Regions from separate parts of the Zea mays genome. Here all the other regions are linked to region 1. A link is a contact called in public Hi-C data. All regions are on one chromosome and are shown on one strand. The core of a region is the stretch at or near the end of the contact, and the rest is flanking DNA. Distances in the headings are between cores, read along the strand shown.

The links. A called contact is a pair of places that touch in the nucleus more often than the background predicts.
Region 2: a contact with region 1 is called in a Hi-C map of tassel, with 6 times the contacts expected there. The contact joins the enhancer-like site here to the promoter of LOC100275326 in region 1. A contact is called at or near these places in 4 of 25 Hi-C or Micro-C datasets (ear, leaf, tassel and 1 more).
Region 3: a contact with region 1 is called in a Hi-C map of ear, with 2.6 times the contacts expected there. The contact joins the promoter of LOC103637652 here to the promoter of LOC100275326 in region 1. A contact is called at or near these places in 2 of 25 Hi-C or Micro-C datasets (ear and tassel).

The regions. Positions count from the first base shown.
Region 1 is chr1:91,895,635-91,898,793 of Zm-B73-REFERENCE-NAM-5.0, forward strand. It overlaps LOC100275326, which reads right to left and starts at 1,733. Exons shown (of 2, transcript NM_001327844.1): 1 at 1,560-1,733.
Region 2 is chr1:92,116,869-92,120,027 of Zm-B73-REFERENCE-NAM-5.0, forward strand. No RefSeq gene overlaps it. Among protein-coding and RNA genes, the nearest start is that of LOC111590714, 3.5 kb to the right of the region's middle. Within about 2 kb of position 1,708, at least 2 of the 20 cell types and tissues checked have an H3K27ac peak or open chromatin away from gene starts, as enhancers often do.
Region 3 is chr1:92,054,247-92,057,405 of Zm-B73-REFERENCE-NAM-5.0, forward strand. LOC103637652 (GATA transcription factor 2) reads left to right here and starts at 1,743. Exons shown (of 2, transcript XM_008660116.4): 1 at 1,743-2,528; 2 at 2,651-3,159. The coding sequence starts at 2,136.

The sequences.
Region 1 (3,159 bases), core at 483-2,982:
AAGAGCACAGCTAAGCTGTGGACCACAAATTTAAATATTCAGTATTGATCCAGGATGCGCCATCATATAATTGTTTCTCTAGAAATGTTAATTCCACATCCACTCAACAATGGTAGCTTAAAGAATTTCTGGAAGCAATTGAATGACAGTGCTAAGAAGAAAAATATCAGATGAGGTGGAAACATACTGCTAGCATCAAAAGATGTTGTGTTTCTCCTTGGTGCGTAAAAACAGTGCAAGAGACTAGTGCATAAAAGGATTGCAAAGCAGCATGGTCCTCATTATTTGTCAACGAACATGGCACAGCATAATGCTCAGAGTACTATATTGAATTTAGGATTTAGGATATCAAAGCAACAGCCACAAGAATAACTAGTGATAAGAAAAGAATGGCCAGTTTACTAGTATCCCTTAACTGGCAAGAGACTCTTCTGTAAACATATTTACAGATAGAAAGCTAGAAGTACAAGCAAAGCATGCAACATGAAAGCAGTGTCCGCAACAACCTGAAGGAAAAATTTAGGCAATTGACCAATTAGCTCATTATACAAGATGTAGTCGCAAAAACCACATCTAGGTGAATAAGTTGCACAGCTGAAAATATGCGACCAGCTAAGAAGTCAACATGCTACCTCAAGATAAAACATAGAGACATTACAATGGAACATCAAAACGAATAGTCAGTTTGCACCAGATCCAAAAGAACACTATAGAATCCATGCAGCATCTCTTTTTTGTGATGAAAAATTCTTGCCTTTTGATGTCAAAACTAAACTATTGGTTCATACCACACTGTGAGTTAAGTGTCAGAAAAGGAACCAGTGGGCAAAGTATTTCCTTCGATTGGCACAACAACACGAGTTGATGTAGGTGGGCTTACTGACCATCCACACAGGGAGTGCCACCAAAGAGGCTGCGGTGTGTGGTTGGCTAATTAGCCACCAAGTCCAAAAACAGACTTAATCATAACCTTCTATGTTTTTCAGCAGAATATATCGGCCATAGACATCGTTATTGAAATATGCGATTGGATAAGAAGTCAGCATGCTACCTCAACATAAAACATAGAGACATTACAATGGAACATCAAAGCGAATAGTCGGTTTGCACCAGATCAAAACAACAATATATAATCCATACAGCATCGCTTTTTTTAACGATGAAAATTTCTGCCTTTTGATGTCAAAACTAAACTATTGGTTATTACCGAGTTGTGAGTTAAAGTGTCAGAAAAGGAACCACTAGGCAAAGTATTTCCTTCGATTGGCACAACAACACGAGTTGATGTAGGTGGGCTTACTGACCATCCACACAGGGAGTGCTGCCATTGAGGCTGCGGTGTGTGGTTGGCTAATTAGCCACCAAGTCGAGATACAGACTTAACCATAACCTTCTACGTTTTTTCAGCAGAATATGTCGGCCATGGACATCGGTATTGAACTGAAGTTAAAAGTGGCCCGCCATTACAAATCCAACAAGCAACAGATCTAGAAACTTCGATAATCAAATATATCATAGCAAGATGTTTACCACGAAAATAGGAGGGGGAAGGGGATTACCCAGACGAAATCCACCGGTGAAGTTTTTTTCTTCAATAGGAACTGCTACGGTAGCCAAGGACGGGGTGGCAACAGACAGCTCCGGAGCTGGGAGCGGCGGCTAGGGTTTTAAAGTTGGCCTAGCGAATTAGGGTTCCTTCGATGTTACTCGAACACTTCATGCATCGCTCTCGTAGGCCGAGCCGAGCTACTACTTCAATATATTGTGCTTTTGGTCCGCTAACTCGAACGTCCAGGATTTGAAGGCCCAAATGTGCGCACTAGTGCTTCAGCACCTGGTCCAATAAGGTCAAACGATGGGCTGGCCATCATCATCTAGCCCGCGTGTGATTCATTCGCGATTGGGGCATTGGGCTAGAGAGCTCCTATCAATTTGTATTGTCCTCTCCAGGATAAACAATTTGTATCGGGGTCTGCACCGTGTGTACATCTAAGTCATCTATAGTTATGAGTGCATATTGCAAAAGAAAAAGTTTTATAATTCATTTGTGATCATGGCTATACATAAATTTTGTTATTTTAATCTAGCTATTTCACCACTACATTATAACTATCAGTAACATGCATACTTTTATATACAATATGATTTTAATAATATCATGTCAATTGCTTCATTTAAATGCTAAGACTATCACAATAAATTACAAACTTATACAAATCTTAGGGAAATATCACAAACGAATAGTCATTAATATATAACCATTACATCCCATTAATAATGTCCACAAGTCACCATACGCTACATGTCTTTTATCTCATGTAAGCATCGTATTTCTATGCAACTGACTTACAATCAACTTTTTAAGCACTTCTATTTCCTGTCACGGAGAATCCTCAAATTGACAACTAACTTGTTTTCTCTATAGCATTTCCCGTGACCCCTACACGAAAATAGTATGAAAGCATGTTTTTAAACAAAGAAACAACAAACAAAAGATTTCATGAATACAACTAACTTGACCTACCAATGATTGGCCACGTTGGATTTTGAGAAAAAATGATTTGCATGGACCAGCTCCAATAAATGATAAGCACCTATGACCTGACAGAAGCAATAGAGCATTAGCAGATACAATGTGACTATCAGAAGCTAGTAAATAGAAACACAACATGAATCCTGTCAAAAAAAAAGAACCAAATCACTAGAGATATAAAACTCATAATATGTCAACACCAAAATAGGTGTGCGCCAATGACAAAAAATAATAAGCTCATAAATATATGTAGAACGCAAGAAGAAATGGTCTATTTCATCGACTGTGCCAAGTAGGTAAGGTCTACATAGCCATGAACACTTCAAAGCAAGACAATATATACATTCTACATAGCCATGAACACTTCAAAGCAAGACAATATATACATTCATTGTACAGCATAAAACCCAGAGATATAGCACTACAACTCCATGTCTCCATATATATATATATATATATATACATATATATATATATATATATATATTAACAAGTACATTAGCATGTTCTTTGGAAATATGTAGAAAGTTTTCTTTCATGAACCGTGGATCAGATTGCACCAAAAATTAATATTGGTTTCCCAAAAGAACAAAAATGTGTGATAATGCAAACAAAACTACATAAAG
Region 2 (3,159 bases), core at 458-2,957, 220 kb after region 1:
ATGAATTTTTTTTTGATGAATTAGAAACTTGCTTACCTCCTCTTGCTCAGAGCCTTCACTGTCCTCGCCGTCATACAGAGACCTCGATTCCTCTGGACCATCATATCTATTTCTTACTCTTTTAGCAGTCATCATTATGCTTAACCAATTAATCCTAAGCCGTTGCAACAACTGATTGTTCCTCATCACATTTGCAGCCCTCTGTTTCTCATACTCAGTAGGAATGATTCCTGTACATGAATGAAATGGTTTCAAAAATCATAAATAACTCTATACTTGAAATAATCAAAAACCAATTGTAATACAAGCAGCACCATCGATCTCTACACTTGAAATAATCAAAAACAAATTCAATATGACATGATTTGAGGACAAAAAGCAGCAAAAATCCAAACCAATCTCAAATACAGTTGATAAAAACAGATGCTATCATCAACGACCATTTTGAGCAATCAGTTGATAAAAATACAGTTGATTTGAGTACAACGATGCAGATTGGTAAAATGGGCATCATCGGCCTCTAGTCACTCTGATATTCAAGAAAATGCACATATTCACTTTAAGAAATCAACGAGTATTATTCACGTGGACACTCAAAACGCTGCAGGTAACTATGATGAACTGATGGTTCTAGATATTGCTTGATTATACTACTTATCAACTCCCTGCAAATTTTGAATGTGCGTGTGATGTCTTGTGTCTGATTTAGACCAACACACTTCTCCTTTCTACAACTTGCATGAATGTCATGCCTTGCTGAGGATATGTTGTCCCTATAGAAATAATCATGTGCTTGGTCTTGATATAATTCAAGTTTGCACACCACTATAATAACATGACACATCTGACTAACTAGATTATTAGCACTCTATAGCCAGTTCTCTTTATAACAAATGATCTCGGCTGTACATTTGGCATAGTGCTCAATCTACTGTATGAGTGCTAGCAGCAAATATGAATTTGCTTACTAATCTAAAGGAGTACTAGCATGAATCTAGTTCGAATGAGACCTGTGTATATGAAGATTCTGTTTGGTGATGAGTGTGGCTGGACTCAAACCATTTAATTTAATTTAATTGCTTTGGCTGAACGTGAATGATTTTTGACAGTTCACATGCGACAACATACTAATATGATACACAGGTGCAGCAACAACTTGATCGATTCAGGACTAAAGGGTAACAATGAAGCAAGTTGCTGTAAAGAATCAAATAATCTAGTCCCTGGACGAGCACGAAGCCACGAACACGACATGTACAAGAGAGCAGAAAGGTGCTGAGAAGGGGAGGTGCATTAACAGGGAGATTAACAGGGGTATAATTTCGAGGTATCATCGCCGACCATTTGGAGCTCTAATCGTCGCATATGCAGATTGGTAACATCTAACATGGGCATCGTCCGCCAGTATCACCGAGCATTTAAATCTATCGCCGACCTCTAATCCTATTGAGCATCGTCGGTTAGTTTGTTCGTAGTGTTTGTTCGTAGTTGACGGTCTAAGTCTTCAAAATAGCCCGCCACTGGTAGCCATTGTAAAACTAGGTCACTCTGGTAGTGTTTGTTCGTCAAAACACCCCAACCAGTTTTTTAGACATCTGACGAGTGGATCTAGCAGCGCCTCTGGCCATAATACCCTCTCCGTCTGTTGACGTCGTCCTGCTCACTGCCTTCTTCGTCTCTCCGTCTTCAACAAAAGCACACAGAAACTGCCACGGTACAGATCGAAGGGGAGGTAAGGTCCGGTGAGCATCGCCCGTTCCGTCGGCTCCGTCCACCGTGAGGTGCACAGTTACTGAACCTGTGATTTATGTTCCTGAACCTGTGATTTATGTTCCTGAACCTGTGATTTATGTTCCATGCTGAGTATTGAAAGGTTCAGTTTTAGTTTCAGTTTATGAGAACCATGCCGAGTTTCAGTTTCCGTTTCTGTTCCAAGTTCACAAGTTTCAGTCCCCAGTTTCTATCACAAGTTTATTTCCCAAGTTTGTGTCCCAAGTTTCAGATTGAGTTCACAAGTTCACAGTTTCAGTTTGAGTTCACAGGTTCAGTTCACATGTGACAGGTAGTTCACAGTTTCAGTTGACAGGTTAAAACCAGATTGAAACATACATCTAGTTCATAGTTTCAGTTTACAACCAGTTTGAGACAAAATCAACCATTTCACAGGTTCACTGGTTCACAAATAGCTTGACAACTTCACAACTCGTCTGATTGGTTGCCGTATCACTCTAACCAGGATGCCCGAACGGAGCCAGGATAAGTAGCATCAGGTTGAACTCATGCAAGACATATTTGTTTGGTTGCTTTCACAGACCCAACAGATTAGGTACAGACTTTGTTTGGTCAGTTGTACCGATATATGTATCAGAGAAGAGTACATAAATAAATCTTTAAATATTATATAGCATGTGTAGTCTAGTTTTGTTCGTAAAAAAATTAGATACACAAATATAAAATCTTTTACTTAAAAAATATAATAAAAAACAAAACTAAATTACATTCCGTATTACGTGCCTGCATGCCTGTATCCTGCATGCGCAGAGATGCCCGTGGCACACGTCTGAGCGGAGCTGGATGGACGACCAATTTTGCATCAGCTGATCCTGCATGGCTGCACACATGAACCAAACATGAGATGCTTTAGGACTCCACGCGTGCAGCTGCACCTGTAGAGATGCAAACTAAACAGCCGGAACCAGTTTGACAACTAGTTCACAGGTTCACAACCAGTTTGACAAGTTCACTGGTTCAAACACACATTGTCATCTGAAACTGGATGAATCTGTTGAAAATGTCTGAATCCAGTGAACTTTTGTGAGCCTGTGCTTCAGATTTCTGTGAACCAGTGAATTTATGTGTTTTAAAATGTCACAAAAGTTTCAGACTAACACAAGTTTTAGACATGTCTCAGTGTCCCAAAGGATCCAGGTTTCAGACAAGTTCACAGATTTCAAACCAAAGTTCACTAGCCCAAATTCACTGGCACAGGAGAAAATTGGATTTATGCCATTATGAAACTTTGGATTCGCTCAAATGCCATTATGGGAATACGCTTTGCCAAGAGACCATTATCAAACATTGTCTTACAGACAAAATGCTATTTAGGGGGTTATTTAAAACTTAACCTTATTTGATTATATTGGCAGCTAGTGACCGGAC
Region 3 (3,159 bases), core at 493-2,992, 160 kb after region 1:
AGGGCTTTGTCCCATGTTGTTTTAGGTGAAGAAGCAACAAACTTTTGTTGCTTCTATTCAAAGGTGGTACCAAAGGAAGAGAACCAAGACTAAAGCTGCGGGAGGAAAGACCCTCCGTTAAAAACTTTTACTGTTTATTCGGGGAGGAGTTTTTGCCTCCCATGTTTTGTAATAATAATACTTAGCACTCATATATTATGCTCTGATCTGTAACTATATAACTCCGTCTTACTTTTCAATAAAGTAAAGTTATTGTAACTGCTTCCGCATCTCCGATGTATTGTAATGTCTACGTGACGGATGAAACACTCTTGGGAAAGGTAAGGAAGTCAGATACCGAACTTGTTAAGTGATCAGGTGCACCTGCAGGGTTGTCTGAGGTCCGTTGGACAAGGACAACTGTAGGTGGGCCTAATGACTTGGGAGGTTCTGTCACAGTTTCCATCGTCCGTGAGATTTTTTCTAGCGTGCTAGGTGAGAATTAACGTGATTGAAGCCTCTAGCGTAAGAGTGTCTCTAGCAGATCCACTATTCAATCCCATATATTATTTACTATTTTAAATTTTTCTCTGCAAACAGTGTTAAACAGTATCATTTACAGTTCCGCGTTCACTATTTTCCACACTCTATTGGAGACACGGTATAAAGAGATAAGATTTAAAACTGTTTGACTTGTAGAAAATCGATAGTCACATTTTTTTTTCGTTAAGGAGGGACCATGCACGCCGTGGGGGTGCAGCAGCGGTGAGAGAGTTATGAAGCACTGCAGTTATCGAAGCAAAGCAATGTGGGATGCGTCGGGAAGGTTTGCCTTTACGGCAGTTTGCGTTGCCCGCGCGTCGACGCAGCAGGAGTGCTACATACGCCCGCCTCCGCCTTGAATGGCACATGCGCAGTCGCCGCATACCGAAGCATGCATGGACGGACGTACGCAGGCGGCAGCGGCTGGCCCGGCCGTGGCCTCCCCGGATAAAGAAAAGATTCCTCGGGGAGCGCCGGCGCGGCGAACCCGGCCTCCCCTCCCAAATCCGTCGAAACGTGCGCAGCTAGCGCGGCCGGGGACGGTACGCGCCGTGCTGCTGACCGTTGAGGGGTGGTGGATGGAGCTCTAGCTTTATTGCGATGATGCCGACTGCATGCCGAGACCGGCAAAGACGAGCGACCAGGACGCCGAAGGCGCCAATAAATCCAGGCCGCCGGAAACGGCGGTGACGACGACGACGACGGACGGACAGAGGAACTTGATCGACTACCATTCTGGGTGCGTGCGTGGCAGACCTTTTCCCCCCTGCCCTGCTGCTGCTGCTGCGTACGAAACAAATGCCCCTGCGAGGCGAGCAGCATTGATGATGCTTCGGCATCCACTTCCATGGACAGGCTACATACAGCTCATGGAGTCACGTGGTCTCGTGTGCATGCATTGCGGTTAAAGTAAGCGGATACTTTCTTTCTTTCTTTCCCCCTTCTCTTCCTCCATTTTTTTTCTTTAATAAAAGGGGAAAAAAAGTACTGGGACTGCTGCTACTGGTACAGGCAGCAGCCACAGCCAGTAGGTAACGGAATTATGCCAAGGGAGAGTGTGTGTGAATGAATGACTGCGTGCGAGACGAGTGGTGGTGGAGGATATGAATGCATGTGGGTGGGCACAGAGAGAGAAAGAGGAGAGGATGGGTGCACGTTAGGGCCTGCTGCCGTGCTGGGCTGCAGCTTCCTCGCGTAATCGCACCTCCCTGATGCTATCTTATGCACAGCTTTTGTCAAACATAGTTTTGTGTACGAATACACATGCACTGGCTCCACCTCTCTACTCCAATTACCTCTATATTAATTACTTGGCAACAACCCCTTCCTCTGTTACTGGAGCCCCCGATAGCTCAGCACTATTTCTTCCCCCTCCTCACGCCCCTTCCCCTCTCATCACTCCACTTCCACTCCAGTCCATACCCTCCAACTCTCTCTCCCCCTCCTCAGTCCTCTCTCACACACACACTCACTCTCGTCACCGAAGACTAGCAAGGCTAGCTACTAGCTCGTACTGGAACTAGCTCGTTTCAAGGAACTTGCCGCGTGCCAATTGCATAAGTACGTCGTACGGTTAGGCCTCCCTCAGTTATCTCTTGTACGTTGTGTTCGCGATGGCGTCGGAGTGGGAAATGGCCATGGGGGTGGAGCTCGGCATGGGAATGGGCACGTACCACTACCACCACAACGCCTCCAGCATCACCACCGCGCCGATGAGCAGCCACCACAGCGGCGGCGCCAGCTACTCCACGCCGCACCACCACCACTACTATGGGATGCCGCCCACGGGCGGCGCCGGCGACGCCATGCGCGTGGACGACCTTCTCGACCTCTCCACCGGCGCCGGCGCCGGCGCCCACGAGTTCTTCCCCACCGCGCCTGCGCCCGCGACCACTGACAAGGGGCACCACCACCCGGGAGCCATGGGTGAGCCGTCACCCACCGCCGCCAACTCGTCGGATCACCAGACGTCGCTCCTCTCCTTCGCCGATGAGTTCTACATACCCGTACGTACCAAACTAATATAAAATAAAAACGATCGTATTATCGCGCACCTGTGCATCTATCTACACCTACACATGCCATTAGAGATCGCTAAACTAACAATCGCGACGTAATAATGATTCAGAGCGAGGAAGCTGCCGAGCTGGAGTGGCTATCCAAGTTCGTGGACGACTCCTACTCGGACATGCCCAATTACTCGTCGGCGGCCGCGCACGCCGCAATGGCGGCGGCGGCAGCAGGCAACGGAGGAGGCGGCACCTCGGCCGGCCAAGACAGCTGCGTCACCGCGGCGCCAGCTGGCCGCGGCGCGCGTAGCAAGCGGTCCTCCCGCGCGCCCGCGGCGGCGGCGTGGCACTCCCTCGTGTCGCGCCCACCGTCGCAGCCGTCGCCATCCTCGTCGTCCTGCTCGTCTTCGGACTTCCCGTCGTCGTCCAACAGGCCAGCGCGCGGCAGGAAGAGCCCGGGGCCCGGCGGGGACGCGGTGGCGGGCTCGGACGGCGGCGTGCGGCGGTGCACGCACTGCGCGTCGGAGAAGACGCCGCAGTGGAGGACGGGGCCGCTGGGCCCCAAGACCCTGTGCAACGCGTGCGGCGTGCGCTTCAAGTCCGGGCGGCTCGTGCCCGAGTACCGCCC